5 separate regions of the Mus musculus genome follow, and regions 1, 2, 3 and 4 are each linked to region 5. Evidence: chromatin contacts called from public promoter capture Hi-C data. All regions are on one chromosome and are shown on one strand. The core of a region is the stretch at or near the end of the contact, and the rest is flanking DNA. Distances in the headings are between cores, read along the strand shown.

Region 1 (2,700 bases), core at 198-2,697, 1.9 Mb after region 5:
GACACTGCCCTGGCTCTCCAGTTAGACTATGTACTCCCCAAAAGCAGGGGTTCTGATAGACAACGACTTCCTACCACACATGGTACACAGAAATCACTCAAGTATTTGAAAATACTTTAATTTTTTCCTGTTGAATTAATGAATGAATGGAAGGTTTAAGAGTCATTTTCCATCAGGCATGGTGATGCAAGCCTTTAATCCCTGCACTTGGGAAGAAAAGGCAGGCTGATTCCTTCCTGTTCATGATCAGCCTGCTCTACATAGTGAGACCCTGTCTCAAAGAAAAAAAAAATTTTTTTTTTTCCTTAATGAGACCACTCTGCCTAAATATCTAAGACTGCTGGGGATCCACTGGCATAAACCCCCGGGCCTGGTCAAAATGCAGATCTTGCCTCACACCACCAACCTATTGAACATAATCTGCATCATAACAAACTCCCTAAAAGAGCGAGATCTGTAACAGCTCGGTGGTAGACCACATGCCTCAGCATGCATAAGGCCCTACACTCAATCTCCCCTACTACAAAAAAGATAAAAAATTTAAGTATTCCTCAAGACGCGTATATTTTGTATGTATCTGTGTACATATGGAAATTTAAGAAGCAGAATACATCGCTTCTACAGAGACACTGTGGAGCACACTGACAGTTCTGACAGGGGCTCTCTTGGTCCACCTATGTTTAAAAGAGAGAGGATGATAGGTTTGCCGTCCTGTGACTCTTGCCTGCTTGGTCTGAGCCTTGAATTCTACAGACCTTTAGTCAGCTTGGGGTTTTGCATACAGCTCAACTTGTCTCTGAAAGTTAGAGGTACACGAGTTAAGAGGAGTTCTGCCACCAACTGAGGACAGGAGAATGCAAATATAACCGATCTGGCACAACCGAGCTGTGAGACATTAAAATAAGATACCTGACAGTTTTTAAAACTATACAGCACGTTGTCCCAATGATTTTGTTTTGTCTTTATCAAGTGAGCTGGGAGTGTGACTTTGGGATAGAGTGATAAGTTAGCATGCTTAAGACCCCGAATTCTAGTCCCAGAACTTTAAATACAACAACAACAACAAACCCCAAAGTCAGAGTACACATGAGAACAGCGGCCTCGACCTAACACGCCCCCTGCCTGACGCGCAGCCTAGGAACCTAAACCTAAGCCGGCTACACACAAGCTTAGGCGCTGATCTGGAGAACAGCCTGGGTGCGGACAACCCTCCCGCGCAGACTGGTCCATGGCTTTTTCTGCCAGCGCTTACCTGAACCACTTTAGTGAACTCCTCATACACCCGCTTTTTCAGGTGCGCCGCCATGGCTGCACCGGACCTTCTCGGCTTCTGTACTTGCTGAGAACGTGGAGAGAAACCTTTCTACAGCACCGATTTCGCTGCAATCCCACAAAGCAGTGGGGTTGCTGGATAGAGAGGCCTCTTCCTGAAGCTCCACTGCCCAGTGAGTCGATTGGCTGCCGCTACTGCTGGGAGACGGAAATTAGAGTGCATCCTGGAAGATGGGTGGAGTAAAAGGCGGGGCTGGTGGGAGCTGGAGGCAAAACCCGGAGCTGTATCCTGGAGGTGCCCTGCTAGAATCTTAGGGTGAGTGTTGCCATAGTTCCAGCTCCTCCCCGAAGTTCGTTTTACTTTGTTACAGTAATTTAGAAGTTATCCATCAATAAGAAAGAAGAAGAAGAAAAACGGAAAGATAAAGAAAAGAAAGCCAAGAATCTTCCTGTTGAATCAATGAAAGGTTTAAGATCATTTTTCTGAATGGTACTACTCTGCAAGTCTGAAGATTTAAGAATGCTGGTGGTCCACCCGGAGCCAAGTCTCTATCAGGACTGTCAGTGTGTTCCACGAATCTCTGGTGAAGAGACTAATGCTTCCTCTGACAGCTGGGAAACAGTGAAAAAGAATCTTGAGACTGAGGATGAAGCCACGTGTTGTGGTGTCAAAAACCAGGAGCCAACACTGAGATATAGAAAGGCAAAAATGTTACCATTACAGACACACCCACACACACACACCCACAGTAGAAGGATGAGGTGTCCTCAAAGTCTTACAAAGGTTCTTTATGACTTTGGCAAGCAAGCAAAGCTTAATAAAAAGGGAACTTTATTATGATTAGCATTTAGCATAAACTCAATTACAGGTTTTTAACTTCATTGTAGTTGGTAGGTTTCAGAAAACCTTGTTTTTCAAGTTAAGTCTGCTTCTCAGAAGGTCTTTGTAGTCTTTCTTTGGAAAACAGTCTACATAATAGAAAGATAAATCTCATTTTGCCTAAAAAATGCAAGTACAAATATCAAGACCCTGGAAATAAGTCTAGAACATGAACAATGAGTAGAATAGAGTTCCTGTTATTATTTAACCCTTGTTAAGATCAATAATGAAGGAAGGAATAAGAATGGAATTGCTGTTATTATTTAACCCATATTAAAGTGAATAGTGAAGGCAGAAATAGGGGAGTCAGATTCTAACACAACACTCCTTTAAGACTCTGGTACTTGAACAAGTGACCTCCACGACAAGCATACTGATAATCCCTACCTAACAAAAACATGCTTACAGTGTAATGAAACAATACAGAAACAAGAACACCCTGCATCTGAGATATGTGGTGCTCTTGAGTTTTACAACTCACCTGTTCTTTACTTTTTTAACCAAAACATGGGACATTTAGAGGAGGGAACAGGAAGTTGGTAGGTACA
Region 2 (2,700 bases), core at 185-2,684, 1.9 Mb before region 5:
GGGTGGCTCAGGGCAAGACAGCAGTCAGGAGCTGCCAGCCACAGTCCTAAAGGCCTGCTGCAGGCTCAGAGCCTGATAGAGCCACTGGGCAGGGACAGAGAGGACTAGAGGAATTGAGAAGGAAGGAATCTCATCCTCTGCACCCAAGAGTGCAGAAAGTAGAGCAGAAGACCCATCGCGGGCTAGAGAACCCCGGGTGAAGGAGGAAGTGGGCCGTTCACCTACCTAGTGGGTCAAACTAAGGGTCCAAGCAGAAGCTACTCTGAAAGACAGACCTTTGAGAGACACTATTCCCCTAAGTGTACCTGGCCATCACCCATCTCCCAAACACACAGGCATGCCTAGGTTAGAACCCGGGTCATATGGCCCATGTGTGTCCTCTGGTTTATATTAGGAGACTCTGAGCTCACATGCACCCCTCTATGGGTCCCTGGTCTGAGTATGGGCGAGGAGATTCCTGTGAGAGACAGTTCGGGAGGAGTGGAGGCTGCAGGTACCACAGGGCAATCCTACCTTGATCTTGTGCAGAGTTCGATCCATCTCCACAGCCTGCACCCACACAGACACGCCGGCCTTGCTGTAGGTCAGGTTCCAGCCCACCTCGGCCTCACACTCTGACCGGAAACTGCGGAAGTCCTGGTCATCGGGCACCTGGACACTTTCACGGCCCAAGGCGGGCCGAGACCCTTGGGGTTCTGTTGAGGCAGCTGGCTTTTCCATAGGGAGCGTGGGGAGGCCCGGGGCCCTGGTCCTAGTCCGACTCTCCTGGGTCCTCCGCGGAGGCTCAGACAACGTCGACGCGGCTGCAGATGCTGACGCCACCTTCCTGGGACCTGCAAGACCGGTTTGGGGACCAGAGTCAGTGCGCTGGGGGCGCGGGTGGGGCTAGCCGGGGTCCCGGACCAGCGGACAGCTTGAAAAGGGCAGGTACTGGCCCCAGGCGGTTGTGCACCGGCACAGGACAGTCACTTGGGCCACCCTCCCACAAGGAGCGACCTCATACTTCCCTGGAGCGGCAGTAGGATTGCTGCGTAGCGGGTGCAGGAGCCCGCGAGAGCCGGGCGGGACTCTGGGGGATCGCAAGTGCGGGTCTGGCACGGAGTCCTCGCGCGGTGCTGGCCGGACTCGCACAACTAACTCAGCAGCAAGCCGCGCGGGGCCGTGGTGGGGGCGGGTGTGGTGGCGGAGTCTCACCTGTGCGGGCTTCTCTGCCGGGGCCCGCCGGGGCCGGTGTGCGAGCTCTTCCGCCGCCGCCGCTGCCTCCGCTGCCCGGGCGACCGGGGGCCGCGCGGGGACCCTGGGGGGAGGAGCAGTGGGTCCCGCCGCCGGCCCCGCCCCGCTCCGCGCCCCCCGCCCCGCGCGCCCCCTCCGCCCTCCTCCCTCCCGCTAGGCTCGGGGCTCCCGGGCTCCGCTCGCCTCGCTCGGTATTTTCCAGGCTGCGGAGGTAAGAACTGCGGGAGCACCGAGCCCCGCCCCGCCCCGCCCCGCCGGGTCCTAGCGCCCGCCCCCGTAAGCCCCGGGGAAGGGGCAAAGTCCGGGGAGAGATGTAGACTATCAGAGGACCGGGGACCTGTGAGCAGGAACCACATAGCGAAGTAACAAAGTAGCCTGGGCTCTCAGAGTAAGGTTGAGGTGCCAAGAGAGATTCTGGAAGTTAACTGAGAGCCTCTTCTCTACTCTTCGCTCCCACCCTTGCAGGTACACGCTTCTGCAACAGCTTATTCACACACACAACACTTCAGAGATTCAAGGGTGGGCACACACCCTCATGACAATTGAAAGACTAACTAGCAGGAATAGGGATGACAGCCCCTCAGTAACTAAATTAGAAATGGCGACAGCCTGCAAGCCCCAAGAACCAAGAGCATAACAAGCCTCCTCCACACACCCAACTCAATTTTCCAGTAGGGTGTGCAAACCCAGCCGGAAGTTGATCCGACTTTAAAGGCTCAAGGTTCAAAGGCTGGCCAGAATTTGGCAAAATTTCCACTTCAGCCTCACTCTGGCCAGAGAGAGGTCCTGAGCCAGCAACCTCTTACATCCCTATTTGGCAGCTTCCAAACCCACCCCTCTTTAGCTCTCAGCCATTTACCCACACCTCCCCTAGGCGAAGACCAGTTCTCAAAAGCACAGGGCTGCAGAACACTGGAGCACAGGCCCCCTCCACCCCTCTGTAGAATAGAGTGGACCAGAGCTCTACTCTGTAGCCTGATGTAAATTCTGTCCACTAACTCTTCTGCCTACTCTTCCATTCTGGGAGCCCTGTCCCATCTACCCAGTGAAAGCTAGGGCCAGGCCAGTATGAGCATGGCAGTCTTGTCACTGTCTGGGCCAGAGACGAGCAGGGAAAGCCTTTGGTGTGCTCCTCTGGATATTAGGAGCAATAAGTGACTACCACTGACCTAGTAGTACCAGAGTCTGCTAATGGCTATTCCCACCAGTGCCAGAGTACCAAGCCTCTGCCACCCAGGCTCCTTCTGTGCCCTCTGCATTCTCCCCCTGGTCCCTCAGAAGTCACCTCTTATCTCCACCATGTAGATTTCTTTTCTTACAGGTGTTAAAAGAAAACCGCAGACTCAGCACTGTAGGTTCACAAATAGATGTGCTTTTTTTTTTTTTTCCCTGAAGTGCTCAGGGCTCTGAGATCTTTGTAAATCATGCCCACTTTTAAAATAAGCAGGAAACTGGATGTGGTAGCAC
Region 3 (2,707 bases), core at 75-2,574, 1.3 Mb after region 5:
TTTGTTTTGGGGAAAACAAGCATGGATTTCTAGGTTTCTCCGATCGGGTGACCTGCTTAGCCGAGTTTGGGTGCTGAGGAAATGTCTCCGTTATGGTTCTGAGACCACTTTCTCACCCACCCACTGCCTTCCCAGCATGCACCTCAGCCTCAACGAAGCACACCTGCCCCAGTTGCCGCCTTGTCGATTGGGCTCTGGATGCTCCAACCTGTGTCTCTCCCACTCTGTGTAGGCTCATGCTACTCACCTGACTCATAAGTATCAGTTTCGTAGGTGAAGGCTGCGTTGGGTGCAAGTCAACCTTGGACCCTGGTCTCACTGTGGCACCCTGGTATGAGGAAGTTGACCGGCTTTTCCTTAGTCTTGTAGCAGTTGGCTGTGCCCAGCAGGTGGCACCATTGCACCATTGATTCTCCCCACTCCATACCACTATAGATTCCACCCCACCCTATTCCCCTCCCCACCTTAACCCACCCACCCCCACCGAAAAGCAGCTTTCCTGAGTAGATGTCCCAGCTGGCAAGTGTGGGCAGAAGAAGGGGCCAGGTCTCAGGAGGAGGAGGAGGAGGAGGAGGAGGAGGAAGAGGAAGAGGAGTCCTTCAGCCTCCTTCCTCATCTACCATGATGAGTATTTGTGTCCTGTTCATTCCCACCCACTCCCTTTTTTAAATCACACATTTAAATCACACACACACACACACACACACACACACACACACACACACACACACACCGGGTAAGTCTGTCCTGCGTGAGGTGGCTCCTACTCAGGTGGCTTTGCAAACTGTCTGGATAACAGCACACTCAAGACTCCTAGGACAGGCTGTGGGGGCCAGTTGTAGAGCCTGGGGGTGGGGTGCATCTTGGGGAGTCCTGGTTTGGATGTTGTGTCCAGCCAAGGCTCCAGGTATTGCCAAGCCTGCTCATTTATATGGTCTCTAGTAGTGCCCTGACGAGGGAAGCTGGGTGAGCAGGGGAGGCTACTGGGAACTGAGACCCAGCAAAATCATGAGGAAGATGGGACGTGATCAGGTGTCCTAACCATGCAGAGATGGCAGGTAGTAACACATGTGACAAGAGACCCTGAGGTCCTGATGGTTGGCCCCAGGCCCGAGGTTCCCACTGGCCAGCAGTGCCCCCTGGAGCTTCTATGCCTTGCATCCCTGCTGGTTAGCTTTACACAGCACCTTGGGCAACCTCTAGACGTTAGTCAGCAGCCCCAGCACAGCCCGCCCCTCATGCTGATGTCACCACATCCAGACCTTCGAGGCCCCCAGGGCTCCGCCTCCTGGGAGAAGGCTTTGGAGGGAGAGGGCGGGTGGCAGTGCAGGCTGGACAGCTGCCCTGAACAGAAAGAAAGAGTGACCCAGGGAGACAAGAAACAGAGTAGCCCAAGGGAAGCCCACAGCAGCAGCAGATCAAGGCTCAAGCTGGAGCTGAAAATTTGCAGGCTCCAGCCTCAGCTTCCAGAGTCCTCCTGACCTGTGACCCCTGGCTCCTGGCTGGGAGGTGGTGACTCGGAGGGTGTGGATAAAACCCAGGTAAGGATGGGCTGCCCTGGCTGGAACTTTTGGACTGGGGAGGAGTTACAGGCTGGGGCCTCCTCTGGAGCCTCTGCCCTTAGGTTCCTGGGACTGGACTCCCCTGAACCTACAGGGGCCTTGCCACCATAGGCATGGAAAGAAAATGCCCCGAGCCGTGCACATGGAGGCTTATGCCCTAGATGAGGGAATAGCTGAAGAGCACAGGGCCTGTGGAGTTGTTTCCGGGTTGGAGCTGGGTCAGGGGTATCCAGAGGCAGGGGTGAAAGATGGGAGTGGAGGCTGGGGGGGCAAGTGTGGATGCCTCTCTCTGCTTGGTCTTTTGGTCATCTCCCTGATAATCTATCTCTCCTTGCACACGTTGTTTCTTCTTTGTGTGCCTTACATTCTCTATCCGTGACCCAAGAACATGAAGGTTACCATCTGGGGTTGCCCAGGGGTCAAGGTAAAATCAGTTGTGGGTCTAGGGAAAAAAACAAAACAAAACAAAAAACTATGGTTCTTTGTTCTCAATTTGAAAAGCAACAGTCTTACACACTAGTCTAGTCTGGGATGGAGAGGTAGAGCCTCATGCATGGGGTAGAAGAGACCTGAGCTTTTCCATGGGTCTTCAGCTCTACCCTCCAAGTCTACAGTCCCAGTCTGTCCTGCAGCCTTGTACCAGCATGAGTGAGGCAGGGGCCAGGCAGCCTCTTCAGACGCCAGCTCTCATAACTACTGCTGCTGCCTTTGGGATTATCCCCCTGCCAGGACCCCAGCGTGGTGTAGGTCTCCCGAAGGACCATATGCCCATAGAGACCCAGGGCGTGGGGTCAGGGCTCAGGTGTCAGGCAGTGTCGTGGGCAGAGGATCAGATGTCCCAGTGCCTCTGAATGGACCCTTGTGAAAACTTAATGCTCACTCGAGGGGCAGGCCAGGCAGGGATGGAGGGGCCTCACACCAAGACCTATGGGCTGGGGCTGCTTCTGGTGACCACACTCGAGGCAGCAAATCCATCTCGAGCCTATTCCTGGGTCCAGCTCTGTGCTGGATGAGGTAAGAGATGAGGGCCACGAACAGGTGTTAGATCATTCTGCCATGTGTCCTAAAACTCCTAAAGCAGTCCTGAACCAGGAGCAGAGTCCAAATCTTACTTAGTGCCAAGTCTTCCCTGCCCTGCTGTGTGA
Region 4 (2,700 bases), core at 172-2,671, 1.2 Mb after region 5:
ACACATAGTACCCTCTCCTGGCTCCATACTCAGAGCTATAGAAGAGAGTCAGAGCATTCTCTGGATACCATGGCTTTGTGGGCTGAAGAACACACTTTCCCAGACATGACCCCTGCTCTATCTCGGAAGATTTGAGAGGTGCCCTGACAGAGGTAATGCTACTTGCTACCTTGCTTGAGGACTTTGACTGAACCTTTTTGACATTTTTTGTCTCCACAATCACCATGTGCTTCTCCTAGAAAGCCCATTTTACAGACAAGGAAACTGAGACCATTAAAGGATATAGAACTTTCTCGGTAACTGGTGGAGTGAGCCCTTGATCCAGATCTGCTTTGTGGACCAAGGGCTTCTGGACAGAGACACGCTGAGGCTGTGTGGAGGCAATAGAAGAGCTTTTCTGTGGGGATGGAAAGAATGTAAAAACCCTAGGCCGGCGGCCATAGGCCAGGACTAGGGTAAATGGAGAGCGGAACCTAGTAGTCTTGGAACATTGTGCGTGGGTGGTGGTGGGTAGGGGGAACAGCAACATGGTTGGAAACTATTTGGTCAGTCAGGTAACCAGATGGAGCTACACTTAGGTGGCCAGGGACAGGGGTGAGGTAGAGGGCCGGATGACTGAGGTTGAGGTAATCATTAACAGAGACCAGGAAACTAGAGGGATGAGTGGGCCTGAGTTTCTGACCTGTGAGCGACTAGTATGACCAGGTCAGACAAGCTTTGTCTCTGTGGCCTTAGAGTGACCCAGCCTACTGTTGGCCAGCCCTGGTCATCTATAAATCTCCCTGGGATTCCCCCAAACCGCCTGGCCTGAGGAGATTGCAGTTTCCACTTCACAGAGTAAGAAACCAAGGCTTGGTGTATTCCAGGGCATTCTGAAGGCAGTCAGAGAGGGTCAAAAATCTGGGCCCTGCTGCTTTAGTCTACACTCAGAGCAGATAAATGCCCAGGACAGGACAGGTCTGGACAGGATAGGGCCAGCTTCCCTTAACTGACTGGGGCCCTCTGGACACCTCACCAGGGCCTACATTCCTCTTCTCCAGCTAAAATCTTGGGAATGGGTGTTTGGATACAAATGGAAAGGGAGTGGTTCTCATCTCATTGGGTCTTCCCATTCTCAGCTGCCCTGCCTTGGCCCTGTCTGAGCCCGGCTAAGATGCATACCCCAAGTCGGCCAACATTCTCTGCCAGCACTTAGTGGGGCACGCAGGTCCTCCAAGGCCAATGGCGAGGTAGGCAGCCAACGTCCCGGGATGCTCTCCTATCGCGGACAGCACTGGAGTGGGGTTTGAAGGAGTGTTGGGTCAGGGCCACCCTTTCAGTTTCGAGCCAGCACTATCGGGCGGCCTCAGGGAGGGGGGTGGGGGGGGGGAGGCACAGCCTCTCTAGTTCGCATGCGCAACAACCTCCCTTTCCCCGCCCCGCCCCACCCCGGGAGACCACGCCTCTGGCCTCCAATGGGAGGAGGCTGAGAGGAGGGGCGGGACAGACTGAAGCCCGGGGGTCCAAGTTCCAACCCCCGCCTGCGGGCTGCCGGGGTATCATCTCCCCGCAGAGTCCCAGGCTGTGGCGCGGGCTGGTCTAGCCTCCGCTCCAGTGCCCGCACTGTGCTCTGCATCCCGGGAGTCCAGCTCCAGCTGCGGCGACGCGGCAGGTAGGAGGCGCTGCGCGGAGGGAGGCGTGTGCGAGCGCACATTAGTGTGCGTTTGGGTGTGTGTGCAGGTGCAGCGCGGGCCAGTGCGTGCCTTGGGAGCACGAATCCGAGCAGGGGTTGTACATCCCGCGGATTCAGGGCTGGGAGTTGAGCGCTGGCCTGCAGGCCTAGGAGGCGGAGCCCCACCCCCACCCCACCCCCCAAAGATATGCCCGGGGCCCCTGAGCTCATCCCTACCTCCACCCGCAGCCCTGGGTGAGAAATCAACCTCACCTCCACCTGGGTGTTCTGAGGCCGCGTTCCCAGTGCAGAAGTGCTGGGGTGTGCTTATCACTGGTGGGCTAGACTCTAATCTTCCTTACAGGTCCCCTTTCCTGTCCTCACGCCTGTGCTCCTCAACCCATTAAACCTTCTAACCTTTCTAGATGTCCACATCCCATGGTTTGGAGTAGGCATGAGACCATGAGACCAAAGATCCCAGGTAGATGACCCTTCACCCCTTCTTGGCCACAATCCCCTAGTTGAATGGGGGTGGGGGGGGGGGCTCTTCCTTACCTTCAGGGCTGGGTGTGTGGCACTGGGAGCAAGGCGGGTCTGGCAGAAACTGGCTTTTTTCGGAGACAATTCAGGATTGATCCTATCTCCAGCTGTCAGGATTGGGGGTGGGGAGTGTAGGAAAGGTCCCCCTAAGGGGGCCCAGGGGTGGAGTGGGGCTGAAGAGCAATAACAGGTGCTCATTTGCCCTGGCAGTCTTTCCTGTGGTGAGAGTCAGCCCCAGACTTCACACAGATGAGCCCCAGCAGCAGAAGGGAAGGCAGCCTCTCTCTAAGGTGACCCAGCCAGAACTGGCACCCAGGATCCCAAGACACAAGCCTTGATCTCCTCTGTGCCAGAGGGTGGAACACTCAGCCAATGCCCAGGGCAGCTAAGTGTTCAGGGAGATCTTCCTGGGAAGCTCTGCTGTGCAAGGGAGGTTGAGGCCTCCCTGGATCCTTGCTGGTCCTTGCTGCAGGCTTAGTGTTTTGGGTGGAGGTGAAGAAGACCAGGGG
Region 5 (2,700 bases), core at 136-2,635:
CTCCAGCTTCCACATGGCTGTGTCTTGGGGACCAATATGGTGAGTCCTTTAACAGATAAAGAGTACTTCAGTAACTTGGGGACATTAACTATGGGAAGCAGGTTGTCCCTCCAGCCCGGACCCCGGGAAGAGATCTTTTGGAACAGGGAAGCCCTGCCTTCAACGCAGGTTCACCTTTCCTGGGAGGTGGCATGCCCATGACCCAAGAGTGGCTGGTAAGAAGGACCTCTTCGGCTTCAGGACCAGTGCCTGGATTTCGATGCCCCAGAGGCCCCCACCCTGCCAAGCTCTCACGTGCATGCAGGCTATCCACTTCTTTTCTTCTCCCCTCCCTCTTTGCTCTTTCTCTCTTTATCTTCTCCCTTCTCCCCAGTCTAATCCTCAACATGGAAGGCAGAGGACCTCAACCCTGCCACGCCTCAGTTTCCCCAACTGTCTGCGCCCATAACAATACACAATAGCTTTTATCTCGGGGTTGCTATGAGCTTTGGATAAGGAACGACTTGTGCAAGGGCGGGGCTCGGACCTGCACACAATGGGCACTCAATAAGTGCGGGCTTCTCTCTACTATCTTTCGCGCGCCCTCTCCTAAACAGTTCACTCTCTGCCCGTGTCCCCTCCACGCCCTCCGCTGACCCGGGCCCTGCCTCTAAGGCTCCCGGGACTGCTCCCGCCGCGCATCCGGGGCTCTCACCTGCAACCTCCGCTCGCTGGAGACTGTGGCAGGAGAAGCCCCTGTGTTCCCCTGGGAGCAAGCACCCCAAGATCCTTAACCTAGGGCGGAGAAAGGTGGCAGCTTCGACTCGCCCAGGGGTTCGGTCCGACTGTTCTGCCTGCTTGGGACCCCTCACGGTGCGCTGGACCCGGGCGGTGCCAGTACAGTTTCAAGTCCGGAGCAGTTCGGTCCAAGGCAGCTGAAGATTTGGTTCTCCAGGAGCTGGAGGCCGGTGGGCGTCCCGGCTCCTCTACACTCAAGTCCCAGAGCTGGGGCCACCTTGCGCCGACCAGGGGGCGGAGGACACTCCAGCAGAGATGGGTCAGTATGATGGGGCCGAGAACGTCCCGTCTCGGAACTCCGGATCAAGGCCGGGGCTCGAACGTCCCAGCAGCTCCAGACCACGGGGCTAGGAAAGTCCAGGCGCGGAATGCGGGGCTCGGACAAGCAGGGCAGGGCAGGGCAGGGCAGGCGGAGCGCCAGCGGCCGGAGCAAGGCGAAGAAGTCTGCCCAGGTCCCGACGCCGCTCACTCTGCAAATCTGGGCGGACCTGTGCCGGCAGCGGACTCCAGAGCTCCGGGCCGCCGCTCCACTTCCTCCTCTTACCGGCTCCCCGCTCACCGCTTGCTCAGCCTCGCGCCGCAGCCTCTGCTACTGCCGCTGTCACCCTAGCCGCCCACCCCCACCCGAGCTGCAAACCGAGCCGAGCCGAGCCGAGCCGAGCCGAGCCCTGCCGAGACAGCTCCGGAGCGCCTGCGAGCTTGGCCCCTCCCCTAAAGGGTGGGACCAACAGAAACCCCGCCCCTGGCCGGGCCGGGAGCAAAGGCGGGGCGTGAGAGACACTGCTAGGCCGGTCCCCGGCGCAGTTGGGCAGCAAGAGCCAATGGGAGAGTGGAAGAGGGGTGGAACTCTGCTGAGCGTGGTCTGGTGCCGCTGGAGAAGGACAATGAAAGCTGCGCGTAGCAAGCGAGCCAGCCGCCTGGAGATCAAGATGGTGGGCTCGGGGGCCTGGGTTGACTGTGACTGAGCACGAGGCCAGCAGTGGGAAAGGGCGAAGCATGGAGGAGGCGAGGTTAGGACTGGGATGTCCCTGGATGGCGGAACCTGGGGCGTAGCGTGATACAGCCAGCCTCTTGCTCCTCCCCGCTGCTAGGGCTCCTTGCACTGAGTAGCATTTGGGAGCAGTGCAAGGCTCTGATTTTAGGAAGCGATGCAAAAAAGTTTGTAAAAATAAAAAGCAGATCTGTTTCCCACACTTCCCCTTTCCCAGAGTTCTGCGGCTCAGGGAGGAACGTCGTTATCAGTTTCAAAAATATGAGCGGAGGTGTGTGAGGACAGCTCACTTCGAATCGTGACTTCTGTCGGCTGTGCACCTTCCCCACCCCTCCCTGTCTTTGAAGTATCCAGCGTCCTGTGTGAGGCACCGAACAGGAGTGAAGGGTTTGATATATGAATGAGTGTTGCGAGTGCGCGTGGGCAGGGCTTAAGTCACTAATTGGCTTGGGGAGCCCTAGGATGAGGCAGCCCAGCCCAGGTTCATCTGCAAGCCTCAAATCAATTTTCTGCGTGAAACCCCTTTGTCACTGCTGTGGACCAAGACTGTAGGGGGCGCATGGTGTTTTCCAGATTGCTGTTGCTGGTATAGGATTCTATCCACCAACTCTGTGACATTCCTGGACTAGACTGGCTCTGGAAGATGGCTTTAGCCTCCTAAGGCGATGCCAAGGTCATCCTTGACTACACAGTGAATGGAAGCCAGTGTGAGCCTGTCTCACAAGACATAATAATACCACCTTAAAGAAACTCAAGACACTGCAACTTGACAGTCGAATGAGTGAGGAACCACATGGGCTTAGAAGACCAAAGGAATGGCTTTCCTGACAGAAACAACAGCACTTACAAAGGACACCTCCAGAGATCTCTGCCTCGTATTGGTTAGCAGAGGCTTCCCTGAGCAGGTTACAGGCAAACTGAGGTCAAAAAAA

What was found. Promoter capture Hi-C pulls out the DNA fragments that hold promoters and counts their contacts.
Region 1: a contact with region 5 is called in a promoter capture Hi-C map of pre-B cells, with 4 times the contacts expected there. The contact joins the promoter of Ints4 here to the promoter of Gdpd5 in region 5. A contact is called at or near these places in 1 of 39 promoter capture datasets (pre-B cells) and 3 of 484 Hi-C or Micro-C datasets (CD4 T cells, CD8 T cells and memory CD8 T cells).
Region 2: a contact with region 5 is called in a promoter capture Hi-C map of liver, with 2.3 times the contacts expected there. The contact joins the promoter of Stard10 here to the promoter of Gdpd5 in region 5. A contact is called at or near these places in 1 of 39 promoter capture datasets (liver) and 1 of 115 datasets of contacts at active chromatin or transcription factors (pancreatic cancer cells).
Region 3: a promoter capture Hi-C map of liver shows a contact between it and region 5, with 2.8 times the contacts expected there. The contact joins the promoter of Myo7a here to the promoter of Gdpd5 in region 5. A contact is called at or near these places in 2 of 39 promoter capture datasets (both in liver).
Region 4: a promoter capture Hi-C map of pre-B cells shows a contact between it and region 5, with 2.6 times the contacts expected there. The contact joins the promoter of Capn5 here to the promoter of Gdpd5 in region 5. A contact is called at or near these places in 2 of 39 promoter capture datasets (liver and pre-B cells).

The regions. Positions count from the first base shown.
Region 1 is chr7:97,479,703-97,482,402 of GRCm38.p6, reverse strand. Ints4 (integrator complex subunit 4) reads right to left here and starts at 1,447. Exons shown (of 23, transcript NM_027256.2): 1 at 1,253-1,447. The coding sequence starts at 1,306.
Region 2 is chr7:101,319,847-101,322,546 of GRCm38.p6, reverse strand. Stard10 (START domain containing 10) reads right to left here and starts at 1,434. Exons shown (of 7, transcript NM_019990.5): 1 at 1,195-1,434; 2 at 514-833. The coding sequence starts at 720.
Region 3 is chr7:98,118,110-98,120,816 of GRCm38.p6, reverse strand. Myo7a (myosin VIIA) reads left to right here and starts at 1,324. Exons shown (of 49, transcript NM_008663.2): 1 at 1,324-1,541.
Region 4 is chr7:98,176,995-98,179,694 of GRCm38.p6, reverse strand. It overlaps Capn5 (calpain 5), which reads left to right and starts at 1,421. Exons shown (of 13, transcript NM_007602.4): 1 at 1,421-1,651. Gm16938 (predicted gene, 16938) reads right to left here and starts at 2,501. Exons shown (of 3, transcript NR_045972.1): 1 at 2,207-2,501; 2 at 285-370.
Region 5 is chr7:99,380,203-99,382,902 of GRCm38.p6, reverse strand. It overlaps Gdpd5 (glycerophosphodiester phosphodiesterase domain containing 5), which reads right to left and starts at 1,385. Exons shown (of 18, transcript NM_201352.3): 1 at 695-1,385.